Linked DNA regions of Mus musculus: regions 1, 2 and 3 are each linked to region 4. Evidence: chromatin contacts called from public Hi-C and promoter capture Hi-C data. All regions are on one chromosome and are shown on one strand. Each heading gives the region's core, a stretch centred on a gene start, on an enhancer-like site or on the middle of the called end of the contact. The rest is flanking DNA. Distances are from core to core; before and after follow the strand shown.

Region 1 (2,752 bases), core at 38-2,537, 6.2 Mb before region 4:
TGTTAAGTAAAAAGCAGCAGAGAAATCATTTTTTTTCAAAAGCAAAAATTGGTGCTCCCTATCCACCCCTTAATCTATGGAATGTTTTTAAAGAAACCCAATCTGCTGTGAAATAAGGAAACACATCACCCCACCCCAAAAGATTATTCATCTGAACCGTGGGCTGCCCAGAAAAAAAATAGATAAATTCTATCAAACCGAAAAACGGGAAACTAAATTGTTTCTTTATTCTTATCGAATAAAATTTAGCAGAAGCCTCCAATCACGACTTGCATTGAGCGAGGCCTTCCAAGTGAGGACTGAAAAGTTCACTAAGCCACCAGGCCATTTAACCCAGCCACCAGGCAGTGAGAATTGAAGAACTGATGCACCTGACTTCCCTGGCAGGGCAACTGCCAAGTGGATTTAGACCCACGAAATTTCCTCCCAAATCCCAGGGCCAAAGGATGTGACTGGGTGAAGGCTTTCAAATGAGAGTGCAATCACAAGTGCATATGCATGAACGGGAGATCAAACAGCTCAAACGAAATATAAGCACTTCTCGGAGAGGAAAAAAACAAAAACATGTCAAAAAGGGAGTCAAGGGCTGAAACCTGGGCAAAATTCGAGGCCCTCTTCCAAAGGCTGGTCCTCCTGGCGCCGGGTAGCGCTCGCGCACGCACCGTGGAGACAGAGCACCGCAGGGCCCGCCGCAGGGTCCGGTGCGACAGGTGGATGGCAAAGAGAGGCCTGATGGGGCACGACGGAAGGGGGGATGCTAGGGTAACAACTCTCGCTGGCTTTCCATTCCTCCTCCATTAACTCACCAAGAAAACCACCCAAAGAAGAGGAAAGAGAGAAAGGGAGAAAGGGAAGCGCCTTCGGCACCGCCTGGCAACCTCAGCCGGCAAGCCCGCCCCAAGCTGCTGCTTCTGCGCCTGCGCTGACTGCGCGCTGCGCCACTAGGCCAACCACGTAACCCAGACGCCCCGCCCATTACCCCGAGGCTCCTCCCCTTCCCCGTCGATCGCTCCACCTCCGCAGGGGCGCGGCCTGAATGTTGGAAACTATTATGTGACGCGTGCGTGTCTGTCCTGCTCCCTATTGTAGAATTTTTCTTTCCAGATGTACCGAGGAAAACCACAAAATGTTTGGGTGCGGGGGGGGGGGACAATGTTTTCATGTCGTCTTTTCCAAAGACGCAGGAACGTCTTTTTCCTTACGTTTTTCTCAGACAGAAGAGGTTACAAAAAAGGAATCAGATAAAAGCCAGGTTGCCCCGTCTCCTAGCAACTGTTTCCTTAGCAACCACGTGGTCAACAACGCTAAACAGACTCGGAGCAGAATTATTTTCTTCCTGAAAAAGGGACTGTTACGAAAGGGTCAAAGGGAAATTACACGAAAGAGAAATTTTAGTTCTTTGATAAGAAAGTAAGAAAAGAAAAAGGCGGTGAGAGAAGGAGTTGAGACAGTGGGAAAGTGAGCCAAAAAGCTGAGTACTTGTTAAGGAATTCCTTGGTGGCCATGGACTCACCCTGCACTTCCGAGAGTATTTATAACCTCATACCCAGTGACTTGAAGGAGCCGCCCCAGCATCCTAGGTATGTGGGTAAGCAAAAGCGATGACTTCAGCCCAGAGGAAGATCGTTGACCTCTTTTAAAGACTTACGGGGCTGACTTTTACATTTAATCTTGGGTCGCAACTTCTTAAGACCAGGTGGACAAATCTAAATAGCGTTTCATATTTCACAGAGAAAAAAAAAAAGTGAGCTAGTGTTGTCAGACGTCCATTTTATGATCATAGCCCCCCACTAATATGCAATTATTAATTTGGTTTTAGGTGCTGTGTATAATGTGAAATTCCATGTCGTTGAAAAGAGGGGGAAAAATCTGTTTTATCCGTCCGTTTTAGGAAATCTGATGTTTAATTTAGGAACTCAATGTTGTATTTGACTTAGGCACTCTTTTGCCTCCCGTAATTTGTGTCTAAATTGAATTCTCATTTGTTTCTAGGCCTCAGTATTTCAATTGGTTTAACAAAAATGATGGACTAGAGAGTATGTCTAGGATTTTTACAGATCTTGTGGTTTAATGAAAGGGGTACAGTTGGATGGATGGAAATTCCAAAATATATAACTGAAGGAAATTCTTATGTGTTTGTTATATTTCTGAAAATCTCCAAATCTGAAAAAGGAAACTTCAAAATAAATGTCCCAGATACTTGGCCATATAGGTATTTTGTAAACTGTATTGAAGTCTGAGAGAAGAGGGCAGTCCCATGCCTCCTAGGAGTTGGTGATTTCTGTTATTTACCTTTGTCTTTTGACTTAAGAAAGTCACAGCCACTTTAAAAGAACCAGCACTCAGGTGCGCATGCCTGTTGCGGCACCCAGGATGCTGATGGGGAGAATCTGAGTTCAAGGCTAGCATGGGCTACAAAGACAGACCCTGTCTCTAAAACCAAACAACCAAGAAAAAAAAAAATCAAGAGTTACCAGTTATTATTATTGTGGAGGTCTACAATCAATTTGCACTTGTTTTCTGATTTGAAAATAAGTGAAGTAGACATTCGGAGGTTCCTTCCAAATGTAATGGCCAATTTTTTATGACGTGGAGTGGTAACAGCAAAGTGTAGGTCCTTCCATTTTAACTCAAACTGAATAGGCAGCTTATATCAGAGCAATCATGATATTGTATTTCCCTTGCTTATCAGCTGGGCATCTCTGGGGAGGAATGAAAATGCTGACACCGGTGTGGAGTTTGCAATGCTCAC
Region 2 (2,700 bases), core at 19-2,518, 8.0 Mb before region 4:
AAAAAAAAAAAGAAAAAGAAAAGAAAAGTGGGAAGACATTAAATACTATACAAATATAGTAATGTTATGTTTGACTTGGCCTACAAATCTAGCACACACAATAAAAATGCTTAAGATAATTTTAATCTAATTTATTATGAAAAGTAAATCACAATGCAAATGGATATAAAATTTCAAAGTAAAAGTCTCTCTTCCCAAGCTTCTCTATTTAGAACACTGAAAAAAAAATTTAGTGATGGAAAAAAAAATCCTTAACACTGGTCAGACAAAATTATAAAAAGTTTTACAAGCTGTTGCCAGGATACACACAAAGAAAACCGTACCTGACACATCATAGTCAAAATAATCATTTTACACGAGAATATAGTTGTCCTTTCCTTTCCGCTTCATATCAAAGTTTCTGAAGGTTCGGATTACACTTTTGAGTTAGGTAGCACCAGACATCCCTCCCCAGTTTTTGTTTTTGTTTTTTAACTTTCCCAAATCCACAGTCATTAAGTGATAAGACTTGTTCTCAAGAATATAAACTACTTAAAACCTAGATAATACGTCGCCTTTGGCCTCAAAAATCAGCGGTAATTAATTAGCATTCAATACCATTCTTTCAATTACATTTCTTTCAATTACATTTCTTTTAATGACAGAGCGAGAGGGGGCGCTAAATAAGGTAGACTAGAAGCAGCTGGAAAAGGTCTTTTACCTAGAGCCCACTGCACATACCATTTTTCGGCAAACTCTGGATCACCTTCACGGCCGCCTCAAATCTGGTTTCATACACTGACGGTGTGTCCGCCATCTCCAGCTGCCAGCGCCGGCCTCGGTCCCAAGGTCTGTCCGCGGTAATCACACAGCAGCAGCAGCACCAGCTTCCCCAAGAGCCTGCATGAAACTGAACACCGAGCGCAGCAGCGGATTAATGACAGGAGCATAGCTGGTCAATTCCCCTTTGCCTGCCCAATCAAGGCCACATCAACTCAGGTGGCCCGGTTCCTTCCTCCTTCGTGGGGCGTGTCTAAGAGTACATCCCAGCCAACAAAAACAGCCAAACAACTCACCGCGAGGAAGAGCATCTCTAGCAGCAGGCCTTGGAGGTTGAGCCGCCCGTGATAGCGGACCCTTTCTCCCACCCGGAAGATGCCGGCCAACCAATCACACCCCCCATTCCTGAGAAGTTCTGCCGTCGGTGGGCAGCCGCCCCACAGCCCCGCCCCAGAGTCACCGGAGGACCCACTAGCCTCCGCCGCCGCGGCCGCCGTGCAGCAAACCCCACCCACCCGCTCCGCCGCGGTGACGTGCACGGGCTGCGCGTTCTCAGAGGAGGGGAAAAGAGGCTGCAAGGCGCTCCGGCTGGGGTTGGTCTGTGGAGAACCCGGTGCTTGTTTATGTTCGGGCTGAGGACAGCAAGCCTGGTGACGCGCTAGGATTCTATGCCAGGTCCTAAAGGTGGCCCCTGGATACCGCTAGTGTTTAAAGAAAAGAAAAACACAAGAGTCGGTGGTCCTCAATGCCTAGCCTCGGGGTTAAACCGGAGAAGGGAGTGAATCATAAAAGTGGCTTCAAAACTTCTTTTGACATTTACTCTCTGTGACCTAGGAGAAGGCACTTGACCTCTTCTGTGGATATACAACACGCTAAAGGGGAGAAAGGGAGGATTAAGGGCAAGGATGGAAGGGCTTAGCCCTGGCCCCCAAGTCTGGGACAGCTTTCACCGTCTGGCCCCAAGGGTGGCCGCGGAGAGAGCAAAGGTGAGCGGTGGCGGCCTGCTGCGCAACACCTCCACTACCCACTCTCCAGGCCCAGGAGACAGGCACAGCCACGTCCAGCTCCGCCGGAGGCTAGGGATGGAGATGGTCGGTGAACAACGTAATGCCCGCGTTGTAGGCACTTAGGAAGCTCCCCGCAGGCGTAGAGTGCCGTGGCCTGGAAATCTCAAGGACGCCCCGCTGGGAACGTCAGTTTTGTCGGTTTAGGATGGGTTGGGAAGATTACTCGTAAAAATCTAGTTGCGAACTATAAGTCACTCTTCCCTTGGAGCCGCGATGTCGGCATTTACCTTGATATAGCCAAATGACTGGCAAGGCCTGTCCGTTTTGTCTCGACGCCTGCCCCGCACCTTGCCCCCGCGGGCTTATGGGAACTGTAGTCCCCCGGCGCTTCCGGACACCTTCCTCTGTAGGCTGGCGTAGTCCCCCTCCGGTTCCGGTTCGGTTTTTCCTTGTAGCCCACCCTTCCTGTGTGTGGCGGAAGTTCCTTTCTTCCGGATTGCGTTTGGGGCGTCTCCGAAGTACTTCTTAAGCTTCGAGCAGAAAGGAATCCTCTGACATAGCTTGTTTATCTGGGTATTGAGAACAGTGTCGTCTGAAGAGTTCTTTCAGGGCTCATGCGGCCTGTATTCAAAAGTACCCCAGAAACAGTTCCGGACTCACTGATCGTTTAATCAAAAAGACCAAAGGCACTGGAGGAACGCAGGCTTCACTAGAGAACCGCTCCCTAGTACTTCACCGCCTTCATATGTGTGATGTTTGGCAAACGTATGATCTGTTTCAAAAGCACTGTAAGGTGTTGATAGATGAGGAAATGATAGTTGACTTGCCCAAGGTCCTAAAATTTAATGATTTAGCAAGCGAGTGTCAGTCAAATCATAAAACCTGCTATGAATATGTGACTTGTCCTAATCATGTAAAAGGGAAACACAAGTTT
Region 3 (2,700 bases), core at 3-2,502, 8.1 Mb before region 4:
AACTCAGAGATCCGCCTGCCTCTGCCTCCCAAGTGCTGGAATTAAAGGCGTGCGCCACCACGCCCGGCGAAATATCCGTTTATTGTTCATCTTTATTTCCAGTGACTAGGAGAAATCTACATTTGCTTGGTTCGCTTGCTGCCTAAGTAGCAGCTAAGCAATTCCTTTCTCCATTAGTCTACCAATTCCATAGGAACACAAAAAGAGGCAGGTAGTAAGATGTAACGAACATTTGGGGGGGCAGTCTTTTGAGACAAGTCTCACTATGTAACATCTCTAGATTCTCTGCCTGCCTCCCAAGGAATAATCCTCAAGACAAGTTGATGGTGCATCTGGTGTGATGGTGGTGGGAGCCATGATCCCAACACTTAGGAGGCCAGCCTGGACATAATAAGGACTAGGACAGCAAAGATAGACAATGAAACCTCGCCTCAAAAAATAAAATATAATTAATTAATTAATTAAACATTGTTAACACCTTCCCCCCCAAAAAGAAAACAAATTTTAATGAAACAAGGAAAAATTAACATAATTTGGGTCCTGATTTTTTAAAAAATGTTTAAAATTTAATTGCAAGAATCTAATGATTCAAAAATGTGCACAAGTTAATTCTACCCAGAAAGAAAGAAATTGTGATGCTATTCGAATTATTAGAGTATGTTTGAACTAAATTCGGCTTGAAAGGAAAAAAGGGTAATCAGAAATAGATGGATGGAAAGAACACTGTCTTCTTTACCTTTCTCGCAGATTTCACAAATCCCCATCTCAGACTGTCCAACCCTAAACAGTCCCTGAATTGTCAACAGAAATTCTGTGCAAGCCAGTGGATACGCTATGTGATGTTCACCACGGTTAGTGTCAGGTCATAGTCTCAGCACTGTCCCCTGATCTCCTTTTCAGCCTGCGACTCAAACAGGGTTCGTCGCTTCCCTCACTAATTTTGCTTCAGAAACACCGATTCTACTACAGCATCCGGGGAAAAGTCGCAAAAGGGACGCAGGAAAACGCCTGAATGCTGGGCTCACCTGAGGCTGCACAGTGCTCGACAGGGAGAACATCTCCGGGCCCTCGAGATCTTACCGGCCAGCCGAAACTGCTTCTTAGCTTCAGCTCCGAGGAAAGGGGCTGAGCCCTTTTATTTTCTCTTTATTTCTCTTTGCTTTTCTCCCAGTTTCTCCCTTACTCCTCCCAGAAACGAAAAAATGGCTTCCCCTCCCGACAGCTGCTACGACGACATCTGCCCCGGAAGACCATAGGTACAGTGCTTCCGGAGCAAGCCTCCGCGTTCACCCCGCCCCCGCCCGTCAGCGCTCCGCCTCTTCCGGGGACTCTGTCACTTTGGGGTGGTTTTTCGAGGTTCCTATCACCACCTCCACAATAAATTGGATGTTCTTCTAGTCGCTCCTACTCTGTTTCTGAATTCAGTACGCGGTCAAACGCACTTAACGCTCACCCAGGCTCTCCACATTCTGTGGCTTCGCTAGCTTCCACACATCATCCCTAGCCATTGCTTTACTTAACAGTCGGCCTGGCTTCTAGCTCATGCGGAGGGAGGGAGAACTGCAGATCTTGACTGAGACTCGGAAGGACCCCACCAGACTACATAAAGTCTTAGTCCCTTGCTCATTGGCCAGAATGCACTGCCTCGTCACAAAAACAGCCCGTGTATCCGCGGCTGAGCCCCGCCCAGCGCCCCTTCCGGCAGCGCCGCCGGCTCCGCCTAGCGCTCCGCAGACTGCGCCCAGCAGTGCCGCCGGCCCCCACCCGTCGATGCCTGCTTACAGGGAGCCGGCAGAGCGCAGACGCGCGGTGACGTCACGGGAGGCGTCCGGCGTAGGCGAAACCTTTTGAATCTAGCTGGCGGGAGTTGCTGCTGCAGGGCGAGCTGTGCAGCAATGGAGTCCGCCTCGGCAAGTGAGGAGAATGAAGGAGGTGCGGCGATAGAGGAGTGCGTGAGTAGGATCCCGGTACCAAGACCACCCTCCATTGAGGAGTTCACCATAGTGAAGCCCATTAGCCGTGGTGCATTCGGGAAAGTGTACCTGGGACAGAAAGGCGGCAAGTTGTACGCAGTGAAGGTAGGCAGTCAGAAGCGAGAAGGTCTTAAATGGTCCTCCCTCGCGGACCTCCCTTTTGAGTTGTTGAACAAACTCTGGAGCTGCTGTACCACTAGCCTGGAATGCCCGGCTTACAGAAGCCTGCACAGTCCTGCTTGTTGACTGTGGGCGTTTAGGCAGACTGCAGTGAGCAGGTGTCTGTCCTTTCCCTTGCCCTGCCCTTCTCTGTATACTGAGAATCATTAACCCAGTGAAAATAGCAAAACTTACCCAACTGTGCCCTGGCCATTGTTAACAAATGAGAAAACTGCGACTGAAGGCAGAGGCTTGAAGCCACACCCATGACTCCTGAGTCATGTTTCAAATCAAAACGGCCTTAAGTACTTGTTGGTTATGTTTTCCTTGTTTGACATACATAATAGCCGAAATCTTGCTATCACAAACAAGATTGGTTTGTAGACAGTTCAAATCTCACTCTTACCAAAAGGAAGCTGCATTATATTCGAATTTTCTGTGACACAATTTATATTGTGAAAGTTTTTAATTGTAGTATTATTTATTTAAAGTATCACCGGGATTGTGAGTTTGTTTTGCTTTTTTACTAACTTGAGCTTCACCTGGATTAACTTCGGTACTTTGATTA
Region 4 (2,700 bases), core at 133-2,632:
GGTTGATAAAAGGTAATATTGCGTAATTCATTTTTATTTACACAAATTTAATTGTGTAATCAATATATATTTAATTATATGTTGAAATTGTTCTTGACATAGTACTTTTACAATCATTAGAAAATGTTAAGTTGCTGAAAAATAGTGCATGACATTACTGAGAAACATCGCCGGGAGCTTCAGTTTGGACACTCCAAAGTCACTTAAAAGGGAGTATTTATCTGTGGTACTTGCATACACACACATGTGCCAGTGTGCTTGCATGTATTCATAAGCTTGAAAGGGGCTTTTTAAAAATCAGCGTTCAGAACAAGTGAATTAATGCCATTCAAAATGATTTCACGGTTTAAATCCACAAAACAAAGGACCTTAATAATGGCAAAGACTTGGTACCTTCATAAAAACAAAAGTAGTTTATAAATCATGCCCTACAAAATGAAACAAATGGGAACAAAATTTGGTCTTAATACTCAGAAACCATTCTGTTACAAGAAAGACGAAGACTTTATCATTGGACCCCTTTCTGTCTAGTAGTGACTCTTCTCAAGACAGCATTGCTTATTCTGCCTCGGAACAGGTTTTACAACTTCTAGGTAATTCATGACCTGTTCTAGAATAATTACGGCCACGTAACATCTTACACATAACCGAGAGCATTTAGATTTTTTTTTTCACGCCTACGGGGAGGAGGGGAAGCTGTGTGTATGTGTAAAAATTTCAGAAACCCGTGCACCTGAATACTCACTCATTCTAAGTCTTGACGAACAGAAATCAGAGCCAAGTCAGACAACGTGAAGGTGCATTGGCATAGACAAGAGGAAGGTAAACAGTGCAAAACTCCTGTTTCGTGTTAAACAAACGGAAAGTTTTGGGTTCTCGGGGAGACACTTTCTTGGGGCTAATCAGACCTAAAAGATGGTTCGCTGAGACCGGAAAGGCCCGCAAACAGATTGCAGGAATATGTTTTCACCTTGGTTGGCTAAAAGCTGCACACGCGTGGGATTCCTGGCCATCGGGTGCGTCCCCTGCCCGGGCTCCGGGTCCCCAGATCCGAGTTCTACCCCGAACCCTATCCAGATCTCAATCTGGACTTGCCAGCGCCGCGTCCACCCTCCCGCCGGCCTCACCTTGGTTACAAAAAAGGCTCCACAGTTTAGCGAAGATCAGCCCCATCATGAGCCCCGGACGGGACAGACTTCCTGGGCAGCACTCGGCGGCAGGTGCCGCGGCGCCCGCGGTGGAACCGAGGGGAAGCCGATCCGGAGCCGCGGAGCCTCAAGAGTCCAGCGAAGCTTTGGTCCTCCGCGGAGCCGGGAACCGCCGCAGACTCCTTTGTTCGCAGCGCGCTGAGCCCAGCCCCGACCCGTAGTCGCTCGGTCTGCGCCCACCTACCCTGCACAGCCTGGGCTGGCCACGAGCCCCGCCCCCGCCCCGCCTCCCCACCTACGCCCGGGACCACCCATCGCCGGAAGGTCGGCACGTGACGTCGGCGCGCTGACGTCAGCGGGCGCCTGGGACGTGGCGGGTCCTCCCTGTACACTTCCGGTGTGCGGATGGTGGGCGGGCTTGGCGTCTGCGGAGGCGGGGTGTGGCCGATCTGGGGATTTCCTCGGCGCGCGCTCCCTCTCCTGCCACTCTGAAGAAACGCGGACTGAGGTCCAGAGCAGCGGTCATCCCCGAGGCCTGGCCACCGCGTCCCTCGCTGCTGACCGCCTGAGGAACCTCAGCTGGCGCGGTCCTCTGACTGAAGCGGAGGAGTGGGTTTCCGTTCCTGTCCCAGTGTTGGGATTCTAGCGTGATTCTTAATTCTGAATGGAATTGATAGGGACGTGCGTGCTGGAATGCCTGTAGCCAGGGTCCAGTTAAGTTTCTAAAATCAAAGTGCCATCAGTTTGGCCAAGCGTTAGGTGTGGTAGTTAATCTCAAAATCCTTACCAGTTGAAACTGGAAACTTCATAGGCCAGACTAGTCCTTGAGGCCACCTGGCGGGCCCCACATAACCAGAGAAGAAGCCTGCCAGCCTGACCTTGTAACAAGGTAAACTGTCCCATGACCTATTCCAAATAAAACAAATGAGTATAGCTTAAGATGCCCTGCTAGTGGCCGGGCGTGGTGGCGCACACCTTTAATCCCAGCACTCGGGAGGCAGAAGCACGCGGATTTCTTGAATTCAAGGCCAGCCTGTTCTACAGAGTGAGTTCCAGGACAGCCAGGGCTACACAGAGAAACCCTGTCTCGAAAAACAAAACAAACAAAAAAAAGATGCCCTGCTAGTGCTACACTTCAAAGGACAGTGAAGACTTGAAAACTCGGGTACAAGATCACAACAACTTCTTGATACTAAACCATAGCTCCAGCCTCTCCTACAGAGGAAAAGTTGTACTGATCCTGTTCAAACATAGCTTTAATGATCATCCGTTGGACTACAAATTTGAATGAGTTTGTGGTTGCGCAAACTTATCATTTCTACTTTTGGCCTCATTATTAAAAAGCCGACTTAAGATTCTCTAACGCCCTTTTCAGGTTAGAATTTAGAAATTTGAAAGTTTTGCTAACCTGAAGGAAAAGAAACTTACTCTGACTGAAACAAATGATAGATGCTCACAAATACAGTTGAATATTGCCTAAACTAATAAATGCTGATGCATGTACTGATGTTAGGAAAAAATGGAACTTGTTTATACTGTACATGTGTATTGA

What was found. Promoter capture Hi-C pulls out the DNA fragments that hold promoters and counts their contacts. Hi-C and Micro-C count contacts between places; a contact is called where the count stands out from the background.
Region 1: a Hi-C map of CD8 T cells shows a contact between it and region 4, with 7 times the contacts expected there. The contact joins the promoter of Enkur here to the promoter of Arl5b in region 4. A contact is called at or near these places in 2 of 484 Hi-C or Micro-C datasets (CD4 T cells and CD8 T cells) and 1 of 9 other capture datasets (liver).
Region 2: a contact with region 4 is called in a promoter capture Hi-C map of pre-B cells, with 9 times the contacts expected there. The contact joins the promoter of Acbd5 here to the promoter of Arl5b in region 4. A contact is called at or near these places in 2 of 39 promoter capture datasets (cranial neural crest and pre-B cells).
Region 3: a promoter capture Hi-C map of pre-B cells shows a contact between it and region 4, with 3 times the contacts expected there. The contact joins the promoter of Yme1l1 here to the promoter of Arl5b in region 4. A contact is called at or near these places in 1 of 39 promoter capture datasets (pre-B cells), 3 of 484 Hi-C or Micro-C datasets (CD4 T cells, CD8 T cells and muscle stem cells) and 1 of 9 other capture datasets (liver).

The regions. Positions count from the first base shown.
Region 1 is chr2:21,203,900-21,206,651 of GRCm38.p6, reverse strand. It overlaps Enkur (enkurin, TRPC channel interacting protein), which reads left to right and starts at 1,287. Exons shown (of 5, transcript NM_027728.2): 1 at 1,287-1,580. The coding sequence starts at 1,504. It overlaps Thnsl1 (threonine synthase-like 1 (bacterial)), which reads right to left and starts at 928. Exons shown (of 3, transcript NM_177588.2): 1 at 807-928.
Region 2 is chr2:23,067,640-23,070,339 of GRCm38.p6, reverse strand. It overlaps Acbd5 (acyl-Coenzyme A binding domain containing 5), which reads right to left and starts at 1,268. Exons shown (of 14, transcript NM_001355637.1): 1 at 1,056-1,268; 2 at 721-889. The coding sequence starts at 1,070.
Region 3 is chr2:23,155,057-23,157,756 of GRCm38.p6, reverse strand. Yme1l1 (YME1-like 1 (S. cerevisiae)) reads right to left here and starts at 1,252. Exons shown (of 19, transcript NM_013771.5): 1 at 1,026-1,252. The coding sequence starts at 1,058. Mastl (microtubule associated serine/threonine kinase-like) reads left to right here and starts at 1,733. Exons shown (of 12, transcript NM_025979.4): 1 at 1,733-2,078. The coding sequence starts at 1,896.
Region 4 is chr2:15,054,002-15,056,701 of GRCm38.p6, reverse strand. Arl5b (ADP-ribosylation factor-like 5B) reads right to left here and starts at 1,382. Exons shown (of 6, transcript NM_029466.5): 1 at 1,128-1,382. The coding sequence starts at 1,173. It also overlaps a transcript of Nsun6 not described here.